Regions from separate parts of the Gossypium hirsutum genome. Here region 1 is linked to region 2. The links are chromatin contacts, called in public Hi-C maps. All regions are on one chromosome and are shown on one strand. The core of a region is the stretch at or near the end of the contact, and the rest is flanking DNA. Distances in the headings are between cores, read along the strand shown. Region 1 holds the start of LOC107903572 (CBL-interacting protein kinase 2). Region 2 has its middle 5.5 kb from the start of LOC107903617.

Evidence for each region. A called contact is a pair of places that touch in the nucleus more often than the background predicts.
Region 1: a contact with region 2 is called in a Hi-C map of leaf, with 1.9 times the contacts expected there. The contact joins the promoter of LOC107903572 here to the enhancer-like site in region 2. A contact is called at or near these places in 13 of 34 Hi-C or Micro-C datasets (cotyledon, hypocotyl, leaf and 1 more).

The regions. Positions count from the first base shown.
Region 1 is chrD02:373,492-379,765 of Gossypium_hirsutum_v2.1, forward strand. LOC107903572 (CBL-interacting protein kinase 2) reads right to left here and starts at 4,717. Exons shown (of 2, transcript XM_016829665.2): 1 at 4,510-4,717; 2 at 2,167-4,096. The coding sequence starts at 3,696. The coding sequence ends at 2,344.
Region 2 is chrD02:338,316-344,432 of Gossypium_hirsutum_v2.1, forward strand. It overlaps the pseudogene LOC107906158. Among protein-coding and RNA genes, the nearest start is that of LOC107903617, 5.5 kb to the right of the region's middle. Within about 2 kb of position 4,351, at least 1 of the 9 cell types and tissues checked has an H3K27ac peak or open chromatin away from gene starts, as enhancers often do. A contact at or near this core is called in leaf, where this site is marked.

The DNA.
Region 1 (6,274 bases), core at 3,467-5,966, 36 kb after region 2:
CGTGAGATGAATCATGTGGTCTTGATGACGTTTATACTAATATACATCTTTTAAGCCATACACCAAGTCGTCAAGCCCTTATAATCTAGATGATGACAAGTTGACAAGCCTTACATAATGTCAGGGTTTTTGTCGTTGATAAGACGGTGGACCAAAAATAGTAATTTTGAAGTTTTAGTCGTATGGGGTTTTGACAGTTTCGAGTAGTCAATTTTGACATACTAAAAATTTATATTTTGGTTTTCATTTGTTTTGAAATTTAGATGTTTTTCTTAGTATGAAGTTTTTACTTTCATTTGGTATTTCTATCTCGGTAATATGAGTTACGTGTTAAAAGATATGAGACCCCAAAGTAAGCTAGTCAAAACTGTTAACTGAAAAAATCTAAGCAGATTGTGATGATTTTTTATGTTTTGGTTTTCGAAACTTAATTTTTTGGTTACTGATTTTGACGAAACAAGTTTTTAAGTTTTAGTATTATATTTGTTCTTTAAATTCGTATTTTTTTTATTGAAATGCCAAGTAAATTTTGAGTTTGAATGGCTTCAAGTAAGCCAAATGATCATGAAGTTTAGAATTTCAGAATTTCGATTTTTAATTTTTTTTATAAATATTTTCAATCCAAATACATATTATTTGGTTGAAAACCATACTAAACTGATTTTTATTGATTTATTAAGTTTTCTTATAAAATGTATGTATTTTATTAAATTTGATTTACTTATTTTTGAGGTAAAATATAGTTTTATTAAAATGTATAATTATGTCTTAATTTGCTAGGGGCTTATCACATAACTGAAATGTTTTAAGATTATCATGAAAATACGTAACTTTGTAAGCTTCTAATTTATTGATCGAATTTTGATTTTCAAGTTCGGTTTCTAAAATTTTTGACAACTTGAAGATTTGCGAAAATTGTTATTCAAGTGTCGATTGAATAGATCAGGTAAATAACTCGACATTCCTTTAACGTTTAATTCCCCAAAATCAACCTTCAATGTTTTGTTATATATGTGATATACAATATTTTTGTGCATGTTTTATGAAAAATGAGTTGAGAATGCTAACATTGTATAATTTTGAAATATCTAAGTGCTATTCTTTTTTATACTTAAATTGGATTATTTGATTATTTTTTGAGAAATATGTTATTGAGTTATTTCCTTGTATGCTATGTTCCAACCTTGTAATGGGGGTTAAATATTGGTTATATCGACATGTATTTTGTGCTTAGAAATCAGTTTCAATTGTGTCACCGATTTAGAATAATGGCTTTTTATTCATTGGTATCGCGGTGAATTGTAATTTTTGTTCCAACCCACTACCACACTACAATCAATTGTGATTTTTTTTACCTTCGTTAAGGTTAAAGGTGACCATAACCATAAAAAGAGTTAATTTTTATTTAATGGTATTTTACTTATTTTTGAATTTTTAAAAAAAAAAATTATTAATTCGTCTTTATTATACGTTTTGATATGAAATATGCTTTGAATGATTTGTTATATATTATTCACAAATTTAATATTTTGTCATCCCTTGGCTGACAAATTTGTGTATTTTCATGTAATGATATTTGAACCGTGTCGAACCGGTTGGATCGGGGTATTAATTTGAAGAAAGTTATTAGACTGATTGACTTAAGAATCATTATGAATTGGTTGAACCAAGTAAAAAAATTAGTTGAACTTTTTTTTTCAAATATTTTTAATGATTTATTTAATCGAACTGGATGCATTGATTGGATTGACAAACCAGAGACCTAACCGATTTAACCAATAGTCCAATTTTGAAATCCTTATTTTTATGCCTTGGCATATTATTCCATGTTTAGGTTTAATTCGCTTGAAACTCGGTTCAAACTCGAACTAGTATCATATATATATATATTGAATGTGTTGTGGTACTCATCGTAAAGACTGAACTCAAATGTGTAGTGTGCAACAATTAGTTCAAGCTCATCTATTTCAAGCTCCAAATGATTCAAACTCGAAATATTCTGAATTTAAAATTATCTTAATCTTTTGAAACTACTTAAACCCGAAATGATATTGACCTTATAAAGTCTCAACACAAGAAATCGAATATCAAATCCAAATAATCTAAACTCATAACGATTCGATCTCAAAATGAACTAAATTGGAAACAGATTTAAAATTAACTCAATTCAAACTCAAACCAAAGATGTGATTTAATTTTAGTACTTGTACAAACCTAACAAGAACCAATCCAAACACAACTCACAAGTCTAGTTTTATTACACGAACAATGCATACATGCATATGTATATATAGCTTATTAAGGAAGAAGATAGTTTAAAGTGACTTAACATGGTGATGATCATTATGAACTCTGAGTTGAAACTACATGAAATGGTTGCGACTCGTGATGTTGCTCCTCCGTAGGTGGTGGTGGCGGCAGTTGTTGCGGCAGCGGCTCGCCTTGCCAAGCCCAAACGATGTCACTCAAAGCCGGTCTTATATCTTGTTGCATTACCTTTTGATACTCCAATGTATCCCCATTGCTCTTCTTTACCTCAACCAGATGGAAAAACGGTGTGATTTCGAATATTTCGGCATCGATCCCCAATACACCTTTCCGTCCTTCTTGACACCCTTCCATTTTCATCAACCCTCCTCCTTTCTTCTTTATTTTCAGCTGTAAACGCTTAGCAACATCTTCCAGTTTCGAAATGATGGTCGAAGCTGTTTTGTTGGACGTGAATCGGACCTCTTTCTTTTGTTCTTGTTCCCTGAATAAACCGGATAAATCGAAGCCTGCAGACAAAGAGATTATATCAAAAGCATTCAAGTTGCAAGGAGTTCCAGTTTGGAGTCCAATAGCCGGTTCTTTGACTTCAGGATCGACAAGTTCAGGTTTCGGGTCTAGCCCCTTACGGAACCATGGATTCTCCATTATTTTTTCCATGGAGATCCTTGTTTTTGGATTCGGATCCAAGATTTTCGATACCAACCTGCGTACATCGGGAGCAAACCAGTTCGGGAACTTGAACTCACCTTTCCCGATCTTACGATACATCTCCATTAGATTTGAATCCTGGAACGGTAGATAACCAGCCAGTAAGACATATAAGATTACCCCACAAGACCAGATATCAGCTTTGCACCCATCGTAGCCTCGTCTGTTGATCACTTCGGGTGCAACATAAGCAGGTGTCCCGCACGTCGTGTGGAGCAACCCATCTTGCTGTTTCGATTCAGCAAGAGCACTCAACCCGAAATCTGTAACCTTGAGGTTACAATTCTCGTCCAACAACAAGTTTTCCGGTTTAAGATCTCGATGACACACGCCTCGGCTATGACAAAAATCAACAGCACTGATTAACTGTTGAAAGTACTTTCTTGCAGCATCCTCTTTCAATTTCCCTTTCACTACCTTATTGAACAATTCACCACCTTTCGCATATTCCATAACGAAATAAATCTTCGTCTTAGTAGCCATCACCTCGTAAAGCTCGATGACATTCGGGTGTCTAACCAATCTCATAACCGAGATTTCTCGTTTAATCTGATCAATCATCCCAACTTTCAATACCTTCTCTTTGTCAACAATCTTAATAGCCACGTTCATACCAGTTTCGAGATTCCTAGCACGGTGAACCTTAGCAAAGGTTCCTTGCCCTAATAACCTCCCTATTTCATACCTTCCCATCAACACAACCCCTTTCGGTTCCATGCCGAATATAGTCCAAAACAACACCAGTCTATACCTTAACTAGTACTATATATCTCACCTAGGTTACCGACTAACCAAAAACCAACCTGAAAACCAGGAAAAGTTCAACCATCTTCACAAACATCATGCTTTGACATAACATGTTCCCTTAAATTTCTAGTCAAAATACCATTGAAACACAGTTGACTATACAAAGTTAAATGTTGACTTTCATTAGATATAGATAATAAGGGCAGTTCAAATGAAGCAATATCTTCATTAATCTCAAACAAATGGTGCTCAACTTTGAACCTCATCTTTCAGCATTCCCTGGTTTCCCTTGTGAACCACTAACCGGTTTAGACCAGACCGGACCAGACCCGGGTTTCGGATTTGGCCTAAAAAAGATGGGATTTTTCACCTGAAAAAAGAAGAAGAAAGGGTTTCAAACAAAATCTAAAAGATTGGTGCTTAATTAAAGATCAAATTGCATATGAAACACACAATTAAAGGTATAATCTTTGAAAAATCTAAAGGGAAAAAAATGAATCTTTATCTTTCTCATTGAATTGTAGCAAAGGGGAAATTTTTATTTAACATAAAATTGAACCCTTTGTTTTCAATATTATTAATTGAGTGGATCAAAGTTTATTTAATCCCAAAGTGGCATAACTAGTTAGCAACCATGAAACTACAACCTCTAGTTTCTAATCTTCACAAAGTCTCAATTTTCCAAAAAAAATAAAAAAAAGGAACAAAATTTAAAGATCTGACACAAAATTATGATACCCCAAAGTAATGAAAAAACTATAAACTCAAGGCTGAAAATTGTACCTTTAAATGGGTTTAGAATGTTTTCTTTCTTCACTTTATTTTCCTAGGAAACAAACAGAGGCGTGAGAAAATGAAAATGTGAACAAATGAACTTTTTTTTGAAAGGTCTATGAGGTAATGTGATGGGTTTTTATAATTAAAAAAAAGGGAAGTCTACCAAACATGAATATTTTATTATGGAAGATTTTTTTATTCGTCAACTTCAATCTACCCTTAACCCTTTCTCTAACCCTAATCAATATCTACTCAATTAAATTTGATTATATGTGAATTTTGTTGGGATTTATTTTAATATATGTTGGGTATGTTTTTAGTGTAATTACTTGAAAATCAGTAAATTATTAATATGGTATATTTTGATAACTGAACTAATCGAAATTAAGTTTTTTTGGTAAATTACACCCAAGATCACTAAACTATTATTAACTTTATATTTTGGTCACTCAACTTTAAAAAATTACAAAATGGTCATTAAATTATTTAAAAATTTTCGTTTAAGTCACTAAACTATTTGAAAGTTTTTTTTAAAATCACTGAGTTGTTAAGTTTTTTTATAAAAGTTTGGCTAATAAGCTCCAAGCCACAATTCAATTATTAGTATGGTGAATTAGTACCCATCGACGAGTATAAGAATATACCTTAGATCCTAGTCGATTTGATGACTAGTGTCGAATATAGGAGAAGAAAGTTATTTGGATTTTAGTTCGCAAATCGTGACATTTAAAGTTGTTTCAAAAAAAAATTAAACTACAGAAGAGAAGATGAAGGAGAGCATTCGATTTTAGCACGAACAGAGAATGGCATATAACGATTTTAGCAACCCACTAAAAACTTTCAAATAATTTAGTGACGATTTTATTATTTTTAAAGTTGAGTAACCAAAAAGTAATCTTACTAATGATTTTGTGGTCTTGGTTGCAATTTACCCTATTATATTTTTCTTTAATATTGGAAAAGTTATTAAATTTTAAATTTGTTAATTTAATTCTTTTTTTAGCAGCCATGTGAAGATTCGGTGTGACAACTGTAGGAATCAACAAGCACCAACCATTGAACGACGCGTTGCATTTCCCTGGGTACACAGAACTCAGGTGTTACCTTCCTCGGGAAAAACTCGTTTGCGAGTTACAACTAGAGGAGCTGTCATTAATCATGTTTCGGAGAGATGCATCAACGGCCAGTGGTTATCGTGCACGTGTCACTAATTCATTAGGATCATGACACGCAACGGGGATTTGAGTACTGGTGGGTCCCACATTGAGTGTTGTTGGTTTTTTGGTATCTGGCAATCTGCCCGTCGTTCAATGTTCAAATATTGTCGTCCAAGGAATGTTTGGTGTATGATTTTCTTATTTCATTACAAATTATTATATCTTTCCTTTTACATGTCAAGTCCCTTTTGTCCTTCAACTGTACATATTTTAATTGGAATAGAATCGAATTGTATTTTGTCTTTTTTATTTAAAAACGAATAAATTAATCTTTATATATTGTGTTAGATAAAAAAATGTATTGGTCTTTTCTGTTAAAATTTTATTTATTTCTACGGTTAGAGAATGGCGTTACTGACAAAATAACTAACTAACTAATTATGATATGTCACATATACCTCATGTTGATGTATAGAGACCAGATTTCAACAATAAAAATTGATGGAATTTTTAATAAAATAATTAATGTACTCTTTGATCTAACATATAGAGATTAATTTGACTCTTAGTACAATGGCCTCCATGGTACTTTTACATTTAACTAGTTTTGAGTC
Region 2 (6,117 bases), core at 3,101-5,600:
TGGGAAGAGCTGTAAGAGGAAGGTCCAAGGAGAAAGCTTCAAAACCCAGACAGCAACGAAACCGAAGCAGAAGAATGATAAACAAAATACTCTTTACAAGCCAAGTAAGGGAAAAGAAGTAAAAAACTCCAAATGGTCTGCTCAGAGGTGAGCTATAGTGTTACTGATTTAATGTTGTTTTTAACTTACTAAAACCAAACTGACCTCAAACTCAAAGTGTTTAGCAGTTCATTTAATACGCAATAAAAAAACATTTTTCATTGTATATTGTGGAAAAAAAACAACAAACCCGTGTGTAGAGAGGTATTTCTTTAAGAAGTAAAGAAACCAAGGAGTTGAGATGTATAACAATCAAAATTTTAGACAAAACTGAAGTAATAATGTGTCTGCTACTTCAGCACGTCTCTGGTCTGTTGCTATAGCATGTTTTGGTTTTTTTTTTTTTTTTTTTTAGAGTTTCTTAGTTTGGTTTTCTTGGTTTTGGCGACGACCATGTCTATAGAGAATGAATTGGCTGGCTTATCGTTGGAGGACGAGAGAGAAGAGATTTTACAGGCTCAGAAGGAGTTTGATTCTGCGACGGCGGTATTTGAGTTTTGCCTACCCTGGTAGGATGCTTTCTTACGGCATGTGTAATCCACTTTCTGGCGATGAAGAGAATCTATGAGAGAGGTCCATATCTTAGTTTTGAGGGAGAAGAGGTTTTTGTTTGGTATAAATATAAGAGTCATATCTTAAACACTTGTTTATCTTTAGTTTTGTTTATCTTTAAGTATACATTCGTATTGGCAAAACTGATAGTTTTAGTATGAGAATCAAGGTATCGAGGGGAATTTATTAATAAAGCCATATAAAATTGAACTAGTTCACTGAAAAGATTCCTTCACTTTCCCTGGAAAATTTGGACAACATTTTTTTTTATGTTAATCTCTTATGTATGTATGTATATATTCGTACAGTTCAGAGAGATCTGGGTAAAGGAGCAATGAAGACAGTGTACAAGGCATTTGATGAGGTCCTTGGAATGGAAGGGGCATGGAATCAAGTGAAGCTCGCCGATGTTTTCCGTTCACCGGACGAATTACAAAGACATTACTCCGAAATCCACCTTCTCAAGTACCTCGACCACAGTTCCATCATGCAATTCTATGAGTCGTGGATCGATATCAACTTCGTCAACGAGATGTTCACCTCCAGCACCCTTCGAGAGTAAAACCGCATTTAACTTAACTGTCAATCCAACGAAACCTTATTCGTAGTACCATTTTCTAATACGCAATCATACAGGTATCGGCAGCGGCGCCAGCGTGTCGATATACGAGTGATTAAGAACTGGTTTTGCCAAATCCTACGCGGTCTAGCTTATCCCCATTGCCATGATCCTCCAGTGATACATAGAGATCTCAAATGTGATAACATCTTTGTCCATGGTCACCTCGGACAAGTAAAGATAGGTGATCTCGGATTAGCCGCCATCCTTCATGGCTCGAAACATGCTCATTGTGTTATAGGTACGCCGGAATTTATGGCACTGGAACTATACGAGGAAGAGTACAATGAGCTTATAGACATATACTCCTTCGGTATGTGTATATTAGAGATGCTCGAATCCAGCTCAAATCTACAAGAAAGAGACTTCGGTGAGTTATTTATCGGTTTTGTTAACACGGAATTCAATATATGACATTTTCTTTTGAACTTTGTAAGTCATTCTACAAGGTTCGAGATGATGAAGCTTGGAGATTCGTCGGGAAGGGAAATGCCTCGACCATGTTTCGAAGAGATTGCATGCTTACGAGCTCTTGCTGAGAATTTGCTGAAGTTTCTGCCATTCCCATGTGTCTTGAGCCAAAAACAAAATATGTTAATCACTGCCACAATGGACCTTACTGATGATACAATTTTTCTCAAAGTGCAAATTATAGACAATGAAGGTACTATGGTATTAACTTGTTACTTTTGATGTGTTGTTTATAAGACCGATCTAAACCCGGGTTTTGTAGGTCATGCTCGGAACATCTATTTTCCGTTCGATATATAGTGAACGATACTGCCATCAATATCGCCTCGGAAACGGTGAAAGAAGTGGCGATTAGATCGGGAGCCATTGGAGATTGCTTATATGATTGAAAAGGAGATATCTTCCCTTATCCCAACTTGGAAAGACCGGGGATCCTATTGAGTTCATCACCGATACAGCTTCGAGTACCATGACGAAGATGATCGTAACGGAATATGCTTTAAGTTCATGCTTTGGTTTGATTGCAAATTAAGTGTTGAATAGATCTATTTATTTAAAGATCGGGTTAATCGCTCAAGTCTAAAGTCCCGTAAAAATGTAACAGGGTTTAAACAAAATAATAAAATCTAAAAAATATTACGCTTTGACAAAAAAAAAATAGATTGATTCAAAATATGGGTAAATTTTGATAAAATTAAATGATGAATTTAAAAAAAATAAATAATGGCAAAAAAAAATTGAAGGAAACTTGAAGTTCAATGAAGCTTCACAATAATTAATGATGATGTTGTCGGTTTTGACAGTTCATATTTTAGTTAAAATGTCAATGTTTGGAGGCACTGTTTAAATTTAATGATTTAACACATTAAAGATTGCAATTCTTATATGTTTATTATTATTTAAAAGTTTGAGTACCGAGCTCCAAGTGACGATTCGACGATCGGTACAATGGATCAGTACCCATTGACAAGTAGAACATACCTTAGATTCAAGTCAATCTGATGGTTAATGTCGAAAATTGGAGAATAATATTGTTTGGATTTTAGCTTATATATTCATAACGTTCAAAGTTGTTTAATGAAAAAAAAAACTCAATTGTAGAAGAGAAGGGAAGGAAAGCTAGAGTTGGTCATACAACAACAATTTTAACATCTCAGCAACTTAAATGAAAACTTTAGAATAGTTCAATGACTATTTTATAACCTTTTGAAGTTGAGTGACCAAAATGTAAACTTACTAATAGTTTAATGACCCTGGGTGTAGTTTACCCTTTTTTTTGTATTTTTATATCAAATATGGAAAAATAAACACATAATATGATTTGAACCTATGAAATTTTTATTTTGCCCAAAGCCTAATTTCAATTTTATATTAAATTTTTATTAATATATTTGTTACATAACTTTTTAACTTAATTATTATTAAAATCTTTGATTGAGTTGATATTATGACTCACGAGTTAACCATACATGAACTCAATTAAAGATGACCAAAAAATGAATTTATATTCAACTTTTACATAAATAAAAAATAAAGGGTATAAATAATATTTAACATAATTCAATTTAACATATGAAAAGTGTTAGAGATTAATTTTTTAATTTTTATAAAGTAGAGGGATGAAATGCAAAATTATATATATGGAGTAGCTTGTAGAAAAGGGTAAAATTAAAGGAAAAGCCCAACCAAAATCATGGGTAGAAAGATTTTGGTAGTAACATGGTGATTTATATCAATATCAAAGTGTCACCCATCAATTTATTACTTTGTCAAAGAAGTCCACCTAAATTAATTCAATTCACACTTAACAATTTTAATGGCCATGTTGGGGTTCCTAATCCACTTGACCCCCCCCAAGATAATAAGGAGTTCGTCTAACTCGGATCTAAGGAGCTACCTTACTCAAAGGGAACGCCTTATACGATATTGGGTGATTGTCATGATTAGATCATGTCTTACATCAACACTTATTTCTTACATGCTTGTCTCTCAAGAATTGCCAAGTCACGGGCTATGGGGTCAAAGCCAGAAAACTTTTCTAGTCAGCCAATTATAAAATTACGAGAGGTTAAAATATGAATTTATCATTGCGTCAGTTTAAAACTTTTACAATTTTTGTAAGGACTACCAAGTTCTATCATGACTTAACTACTAATTCTTGTTAGCAAGACACAGATCTAAGAAAATCTACATCTAACGCATTGGCTAACATTACGTACCAAAACTACGCCAAAAGTTTCCTAAAACTTCCCATACCTCTCCAAATTGACTACAACAACAAGAGACGAATCCAATGGGACAAGCAGGCAGGGGTCTTGGCCTCGAAAAGTGAAAAAATTTCACTTTACCCTCAAAATATAAAATAATACACGATAAACTACATTTAGACGTCTCAAAATTTTCTAATTCAATTCTCACCCTCAATAAATTTTCAAAATTCACTCCTGAAATCACTCGACACCCTCGTGCTTTATCACCAGGTCCTTAACCAAGTGTTGGTATTGTAAGAAAAAAGAGGATGGAATTGGCAATAAAATCCAAAATTTGGTAGTATGTGTGTTGATTAGATGTGTATAGATTCGTCGTTTGTGTTGGAAAGACATGGAGAGAAAGGACATCAACATTGCCAAACGTAAATAATAGAGACAAGCTAAAGCTAACTTCTTCAATCTTAGATTCCCCCAAGATTTTTTGTCCCCCACTCGTGCACTTCCTTCTTTGTAATAAATCCAAGTTTTTATTTTTATTTTTATTTTTGGACTGATTTACAATATTAAATTCAGTGAAGCAATTAGATTATACAAATTATTACCATTTTCGTAACACCCAAAATATTGTTGAATTACTTAAATTATTACAACATTGTAATTAATTACAAAACATGACTCCATGTGTATCTCGTATTGTTTTCTGTAACACGCGAAACATTTTATTACACTTAAAATTACTCGTAGTCCATTCCCAACCCTTAAATAAGAAGATACTGCGCTTCAACACACTCGAACTCATATCCTTATGTATTAGCAACAATGCTAATACCAATCAAATTAAGACTCAATCAACAATAAATAATTACACTTGAATCCGATTATTACGTAATTTTTCAAACATCATAAATCTATATTCATATTATTAGGATCAAATTTTAGAATCCACCTCAAAATTAACGTGTGTAAATTTATATAATGATTATCACCGGTGGGGAAAGTGATTAAAGTCAACGAATAAAGCAAATTAGCTGGAAAAAAACCGCAAAATTAGGGATTATGAACAGAAAAAACCCTATTAATTACCAAAATCTAAATTATTTTATTATAAGATTAAAAATAATTTGATTATATATATGATATGGTTTAGGTAAAACCAAGCTTCAATCTCTTTCTCTCAACCCTTAAATAAGAAGATAATGTGTTTCAGCGTACTCGAACCCACGTCCTCCTGTACTGGCAACAATGCCCATGCCAATCGAGTTAAGACTCAATCGACTCACCTATTGTAATTTTATTTAAATATATTTAACATTATTTTCCCCCATGTTTAATAAAAATTAAATGCCTACTCTCTTTTCATAAAGGATAAAAGGGAAAAAGGAAAAGAATGGTAAAAGCTTATGTTACCATGAAACAAAAGAAGGATTCAATTGCACAAAGGCATGCAAAGAGTTCTCAAAAGCTTCATTAAAGATATTGACTTATAAATTTGTAGGAGGTTAAATGTAACTTTATATTTTTGAAGGGACTAGATAATATTTTCATTGGGTAATTTTATTATATATTAATTTATAATTTCATAATTTATAAAAGGGTTTAAAAGTAATTTTTTTTTTCAAATTTGAGAGGTTAAAGTCCCGGTCGCCTCTTTAGATTTGCCTGAAAAGAGAAGTAAAAATTTGAATTTAAATACAACTTTGATCCAATGTGTAATCTGATACAATTATATACATGAAACTTGAATTGTGGTTCATATGTATATACGAAACTTCGATGTTGATTCAACTATACACGTTTAAAGAAATAAATACATACATTTATTTTCATATTGGGTTAATATAATTACTCGTGCGTGCAATATTTCAACGTAAAATAGTGCTAATTTAATAATATTAATCAAAATTTATATACGACATTACACATTTTATTAAAATTCATATATGAACATGAACATGAACATATTACATTAACATGAACATAGGCCCGGATTTCAAGAAACATGTTGGCTTTTGTAATAACCGAAGCAACTTTAACTTTATTTCAAGAGATCAATTTTTCAACTTTAGGTAAAGTTCTATGCCTATATCCTCCAAGTCCAACCAAAATTAAAAATTATATATTTAAAAAAAAAAGAAAAAAAAAGCATTGAGGCTTTAACACAGTGCA